Regions from separate parts of the Sus scrofa genome. Here region 1 is linked to region 2. A link is a contact called in public promoter capture Hi-C data. All regions are on one chromosome and are shown on one strand. Each heading gives the region's core, a stretch centred on a gene start, on an enhancer-like site or on the middle of the called end of the contact. The rest is flanking DNA. Distances are from core to core; before and after follow the strand shown. Region 1 holds the start of LAT2 (linker for activation of T-cells family member 2). Region 2 overlaps TMEM270 (Williams-Beuren syndrome chromosomal region 28 protein).

Region 1 (3,499 bases), core at 221-2,720, 280 kb after region 2:
GCTCTGCAATTCAGATAAGGTTGGCTTTAGTCCTTGTGTCACAGTTTGCCGTGGAGACAACTTCTGGCACTCTGCCCAGGGATCTCGGGTCCCTGCGCTACCCTTCTCTCCCACAGGGTGGCAGCAGAGGGCGCCCAGCCCCTGTGTTTCTGTTTCGGTTCTGGCAGGGCCTCCTGGGGGCACTTCCACTGCGGCTGGACTGCCTGGCCTGGTCTGGGACGTCCGGGCCACCCCAGGCTGGGGCTGAAAGCCCCGCCCCAGCCAAGACGGGCCCCAGAGCTCGGGAGCCCAGGCTCTGAGATGCCAGGCAGGTGGGGGTTGGGAGACCCTCATGGGGTGGCGTGCCACTAAGAGTTCAGTGGCCTTGGACAAGGTGTTTAGTGACACATAACAGGAGGCCCTGGAGAATGTGTGCTGCGTGTGGGGCACCCACCTCTCAGCACCGTTCTCACCTCTGAAGGAAGTGCCCAGGGGCTGGGCAGCAGGTGGAGAGCCTGGGGGCTGGGTCCTAACTGCCCTGCTTTCCCCCCACCCCGGCCCGGGCCTGCCGCCTGCCTGGGGCCAGCTCCACGCCTCCACGAGCCTCATCTGGAAAATGGGGGTGAGAAGGCTCCTGGGACTGAAGGAGGAGCCGGGATTGTCCTTCCTTCTATCCTCCAGCGTTGTCTCTTCACCTCAGTGGCCTCTCCATCCATCTCTCTTTGTCTCTGGCTGTTTTTTCTCTAGAGGGCCGCACCCACGGCATGTGGAAGTTCCCAGGCCAGGGGCCAGCTGGAGCTGCAGCTGCCGGCCTGCACCACAGCCACAGCAACGCCGGATCTGAGCCACATCTGCAGCCTACACCACAGCTTGTGGTAACGCTGGAACATTAACCCCCTGAGAGGGGCCAGGGTTTGAACCTGCATCCTCTTGGATACTAGTTGGGTTCTTAACCCCTTGAGCCACAATGGGAACTCCTCTGGCTCTTTGTTATTATTATTATTGTTTTTGTTTTTTGTTTTTTACCTTTTCTAGGGCCTCACCGGTGGCATATGGAGGTTTCCAGACTAGAGGTCCAACTGGAGCTGGAGCCGCCAGCCGACACCACAGCCACAGCAACGCGGGATCCTTAACCCACTGAGCGAGGCCAGGGATTGAACCCGCAACCCCGCGGTTCCTAGTCAGATTCGTTAACCACTGAGCCACGACGGGAACTCCTGGCTCTTTGTCATGTCTGGCCTGGCTTGCATCTCTCTGCGCCCATCCACCCATGTCCCATGGGTATGGGTGTGGACGTGTATTTCTGTGTTTCTGTGTTTTCAGCGTGTCTCTCTCCGTGTCTTCCCACTCTTTGTCCCTGCCTGTGCGTGATATGCAAGCAGCCCTATTTCATGCTCTTTCTCCCTGTCCCCCTCTGTCTCTTCCCCTCTGTGAGGCCTGTGTGTGTTGTGGTTGTGTGTGTGTATTTAGTGTGTGTTGTGTGTGTGTCCGTGCACGTCTCTCTCTCTGCCTGACTGCCTCCGTCTTGTTCTCTGTCTCTCTCTGTCTCCGCCTCCGTCTTGGTCTCTGTCTCTGTCTCTCTCTGTCTCTGCCTCTGTGAGAGCCGAGCCTGTCCGGCAGAGCAGCGGATGTGTGAGGGATGATTCAGTGGCTGACAGGAAGCCCGCCGCCTTGCCTGCTGCCCGCCAGTGTCTGTGGCGTTGGCATCGGCTCGGGCAGGTGTGTGGGCTCAGGATGAGGTGGCCGCAGTGAGGAGCGCCTGCTCTCAGGTAAGCCTTTCCCAGGGGTGCCTGGAGCCTGGCCCCAAGGCAGGGGTCCTGAGCTGTCCCCAGACACCCCACAGGGGATGGGAGTGGCCTCGCTGGCCGAGCAGGAGCACTTGGCTGCCGGCTGGGGGTGGGGGTGGGGGCTGGGAAGAAGCCAGGCCGCCCGGCACCCCCTGCCTTGGCCCCGGCACTGTCCTGGCACCCCTGGCTAGGGGGCCCTCACCCCAGACCCTGCAGCACTAGAGGTGCAGCTATTTCTGGGGCTCCGGCTACTCTCCTGCCCCCATTTTCCCCAGCCCAGCCCGCACAGCCCTGGGGAGCCCCAGGGCAGCCGCTCCCCGGGGCAGGCCTGTGAGCCTGAGTTTCTTCATCTGTATAATGGGACTGGAGCTGCCCTGCCACAGGGCTATGGGAGGTCGGGTGAGACGCTACAGACGGGCAGGCCCAGGTCCTGCCCTGGGCCAGGGAGAAGCGGCTGTCCCGGCCGTCCCGAGCCCCAGCCAGCTCGCTCCTGTGCGGCTGGAGGAACTACAGGCCCTGGGCTGCTCGTGGTGGCCGCTCTGTTCACCATCCCCCACCCCTGCCCCAGAACAAGGGCTGCCGTCCGGGCCCCTGCACCTGCCGCTGGAGCGTAAAGAGCCTCCATTGGAGTCCTCCTGGCCTCATCGGAAGGCCAAGGTCATTTGGGAAAATGGAGCAGAGCCCCGCGGATAAAGCCTTCTCAGGGCTTGGGCCGGACCTCTGGCTCCCCGCTTAGCCCCCAGAGCCTGCCCTTCGGCCCTAGGGGTCCCAGGTTCCCCTTCTCCAGCATGAGGAGGGCTGGGAGGCCGGGCAGGAGGGCCACCAAGGCGCCTTGGGGACGGGAGGTGGGTGCTGAGGCTCGCTCAGCCCAGCCCCGAGAGCTTTTCCGCCATCGGCTTGTTGCAAACCTTGTTCATATGAAAACTGCCCACTTCCCTTTCTGCTATTTTGGCCCCGCAGGCCACGGGCTGAGGGCCTCCCCTCCCCACCCCACCCAGCCCTGCCGGCCCCTAGGGGCCCTCCTGCGGCTGCGAGGCCTGGCTCTGCTGGGGCCCAGCCCCTCCGCCTCCCTGTCCCCCGCCCACCTGCTCTCAGACCTGGATGGGAAAGGAGGAAAGCGAACAGATTGATTCCGTCTGGGGGGCAGCCACAGAGGTTTTCCTCAAACGAGTGTCTTTTAAAAAATATTGTGTACATCTTTAAAACGTCCTGTAAGGAAGGATTCACGTAGCAGAGTGTAGGCCCGGGCGTCAGCCCACCCTGGGAGCGGATGCCGGCTCTGACCGCTCAGCTGTGTGACCTCAGAAGGAGTACTCACCTCTCTGGGCTTCCCTCTCCTCCCTCGGAAGGCAGGAGCTGGCGTCTCCGAGGTGATGCTCTGCCTGTCTTGGACAACTGGGGGGCTGGGCAAAGGCCACACTCTCTTCAGATCCCAGCCCCTCCCAGGGTCCCCGCACAACGCCCCCCGCCCCCGTGTTGGACAGTTGTTGAGGGGGCTTAGACCTGCAGATCTTGGGGACCAGGCAAGGCAGGTTTCAGGTAGGGTTGCCTCATACTGTTCACTGCAGGCCGTCCAGCCAGCTCTGGCCCCAACAGGCTGCGGCTGCCGCTTTCCATCCTTTGGGGACCGTGGTGCTGGCAAGTCATGGTGGTCCCAGCCAACTGTGCCCCACTAGCCTGCTCTAGCACCTGGCAGGCGTCAGTTCAGTGCTGGGCCTCACACGACCAACCTG
Region 2 (3,299 bases), core at 326-2,825:
AGCCAGAGAGGCCTCTAGCTTAGGGGACCAAGAAGAGCACACTGGTGAATCAGAGCCGAGCCTGGGACCTGGGCCTAATGGAGCTTGAGAGGTACCCTGAGGGTCAGCCCTGCAGGGGAAGGGGGCAGTGTGCCATTTCTAGCTCCCACCTGTTTTGTTTTGTTTTCTTTTTAGGGCTGCACCTGCAGCATATGGAAGTTCCCAGGCTAGGGGGTGAATCGCAGCTGCAGCTGCCCACCAACGCCACGGGATCCCTTAACCCACTGAGCAAGGCCAGAGGTGGAACCTGCATCTTCATCTTCATGGATGGTAGTTGGGTTCTTAACCTGCTGAGCCACAACAGGAATGCTTAAAAAAAAATAAAATAAAATAGATGCTTGCTGGTGACCTTAAAAAAATTGTTTATTCCAGTTGATTTACAATGTTCTCAGACTGATTGGTTTAAAACTGCCCTCCTGAGAGTCTGAAATTGCAATTAAGTTAGGTATTAAGTCTTGGTGGGGCTTAGCGCAGGTGACTCCATTTGGGGCCTGTTGTTCCTTTTTAGCAATTCTCCCCCTTTGATCAAACTCTCAACTGAGAGATGTGATCAGAACTGAAGACACGACTACCCCTCACTTTGCTGCTCTGTAGTTCTCACAGCATTTGTTGATGCTGCTTTTTTGCTTTTTTGCTGAGTCGGTGTGGTATTCACAGGTCACACCTCCAGGCACACAGTTTTTTTTTTACTGGATCATTTGCTTTGTTCCGTTTTTGAAGTCCAGCCTCAGGGAGATTTGCTGGGTGATTAGTGGCTGTGAACAAGCATTTAAAGCTTTTGAGAAAATGCAATGCACCAGGCATACAATTATAACTATAAGCAGGACAATTTTCACTGTCAAACATGTGTCCTCAGAAGCCGTGGGTCCCCAGGATCCAAACTAATCAAAATCCAATTAAGTCAAAGAGACCCCATTGGAGGAGTCACCTTTCCAAGCCAAATGCTTTGCTCAGTGACCTTATGAAACTGAGTTTCGGCTTCCCCAGAAGTGTTCACTCCCGGTGCATGCAGCAGGTGGGGTTGGCCACAGACCTGCTCAGCCACAAGATAATCCTGTTATCAAGAACAACTTTGGCCAGAGTCTAAGGAGCTTTCCTGAGTAGCTAGTGTCTTAGCAACGGAATCTACAGTGTTTCGAGAGGTTTCTGATCAAATTCGCATTTGTATTTACTTCTAAGCCACGGGTCAGTCAGGTTTTTAGTGCATATGGCGTGAGAATCTGTTCTAAATTCCAGAGCTTCTTTCCTCAGCAATGGCCTGAGAGACAGAGCTGAAGGCATCATCTTTCCAGACCTAGGCCAGAGGAAAGGAAAGAAAGGGAAGAAGAAAGAGTTTCATGTTTAGTTAAAGTAGAAAATCTTGATCCCGTGTTTTGACGTCTGCTCTTCTTTTCCGAGACAGTTGGATTGGATGTCTCCAGTGTTTGCACAGGACCTACCAATTTTTGCAGCTTTTTGGCGTCTGAGGTCCCTGTTAGCCTTTATGGACCCAGTCCGGCTCAAGTTGGACTCAGTCCGACTCCAGCTGGTAACCACCAACAATCCCCATGGAACTTTGGACTGGGGAAAAGCATGGAACCAGCAGACCTCAGCAAATGAAGACAGCAGACTGCTTCCAAACAAATGGGAAACTACAGTGGCCATAGCAGTTGCCAAGGTGGAATTTGGGGGAGGATTCCTGACAAATGGGAAACTGCAGACGAAACCACCAGCAGTTTCCCAACATGGAATCTGGGGAGAGAATCAAGGGCTGGGATTTCTAAACAAATGGGGGAACAGACTGGAAAGCCAATTAGACCGGGAGCTTGATGCAAAGAGAGCAGGGCCCACAACCACAAGGAACTTACCCTGGGGCTCAGAAATGAACAGAAAGACTGAACCCAAAAAGGGGTTCGAGGTACCATACCTGTTTTTCCCATTGTCCCTGAAAACCATCAGAATTTCACTCTGGGTCCTACCACAGCCACCACATCTGTTAAAAACCCCAATTCAACTGCGTATGTTTGGAGATCTGATTTACTTTATTCAACCACTGATCACAGTCAGCCTCCCGGCCAGCAAGGAGAAAGGTGCCCCGAGGAGCTGTACAAAGAGGCAGGCTTTCCTAGGCAGAAGGAGGGTGGGACAAAGAAATGAAGAGGCTGGGTTATTTCAGGTCACCTGCCCTTAAAGGAAGGCAGGGGTCTTAGATTACTTTGCAAGTGCTGACCAGGAAATTCCTGGTGGATTGGCTTAAAATCCTATGCCCAAGAGGCTGAAATTACAATTAGGTTAAATATGAAGTCCAGGTGGAGCTTAGCACAAGTGACTCCATTGTGGGCCTGTTGTTTCCTTTTAAGAGGGGCCGTGGTGGGGGGCAAGCCAAAGAGGAGAGAGAGGATGGAAAACAAATTGCAAATTCTGGTTTCAGCCTCCGCCATCCCACTCCCAGCAATCGGATTTTTCCCCAAACCTGCTCCTCCTCCATCCCCCACCTCTGTGGGCAGCACCTCCACCCACCCTTGGCTCAAGACTTCTGAGGTGTATCCCTGACTTCTGCCTCACCTCACCTTTCTTCCTTCACTCCTCTGTTGGGAAACAATTCCCCACAGGTGTCCTGAGTTTATTCACAGGACTTGATGGCTCTTCATTTTGGGTGATCTTTCTAGGATCCAGTTATACTTGGAAGGTATAACTTCTCCTCGTGCAAAGCACAGGCATGGTCCAGCATGATAACGTCTCTCTCGGGAGCAGAGGCAGGCTTGCTTACTGCCCATCAGAAAAGATTTGGGTTCCCTAAGCTCAGGGTTTCTCTTCCACAATATACCCACTTCGGGTACAGGTACCCTCTGCCCCTTTTTATGTCACCCTGTGGGATCTGGGACTCAAAAGACCAATGCAAAATACTTATACCCTAGTTTACTGCTAGTGCTGTAATGCATTGTCCATCATCTCTGACCCAGGAGTCTTGCGCCTTCTACCAGCATCCAAGATGCTCTTACAGGCTGACTGGTTAGCTTGCAAGGAGGGTACCATCTTGGACCTCTCACCACCTTTTTTTTTGGCCACGCCCACAGCATGCAGATGTTCCTGGGCCAGGGATCTAACCCTCGCCACAGCAGTGACAGTGCTGGATCCTTAACCTGCTGCACCACAAGGGAACTCCCCTTTCATCATTTGTGATGGCTTCTAACCCTTCCGTTCCATCGTCTACACATCTCTGGCATCTGTCCACTTCAGCCCCATCACCTTGTGTCTAGAAGGTTAATTGTTGTGAGTTC

Evidence for each region. Promoter capture Hi-C pulls out the DNA fragments that hold promoters and counts their contacts.
Region 1: a promoter capture Hi-C map of liver shows a contact between it and region 2, with 2.8 times the contacts expected there. The contact joins the promoter of LAT2 here to the enhancer-like site in region 2. A contact is called at or near these places in 3 of 5 promoter capture datasets (fetal skeletal muscle, liver and skeletal muscle), 14 of 47 Hi-C or Micro-C datasets (alveolar macrophages, embryonic fibroblasts, epiblast stem cells and 9 more) and 1 of 2 datasets of contacts at active chromatin or transcription factors (skeletal muscle).

Annotation. Positions count from the first base shown.
Region 1 is chr3:11,352,403-11,355,901 of Sscrofa11.1, forward strand. It overlaps LAT2 (linker for activation of T-cells family member 2), which reads left to right and starts at 1,471. Exons shown (of 13, transcript NM_001243411.1): 1 at 1,471-1,748.
Region 2 is chr3:11,071,361-11,074,659 of Sscrofa11.1, forward strand. The region is part of intron 2 of TMEM270 (Williams-Beuren syndrome chromosomal region 28 protein); the gene reads left to right. Among named protein-coding and RNA genes, the nearest start is that of TMEM270, 14 kb to the left of the region's middle. Within about 2 kb of position 1,576, at least 5 of the 83 cell types and tissues checked have an H3K27ac peak or open chromatin away from gene starts, as enhancers often do. A contact at or near this core is called in liver, where this site is marked.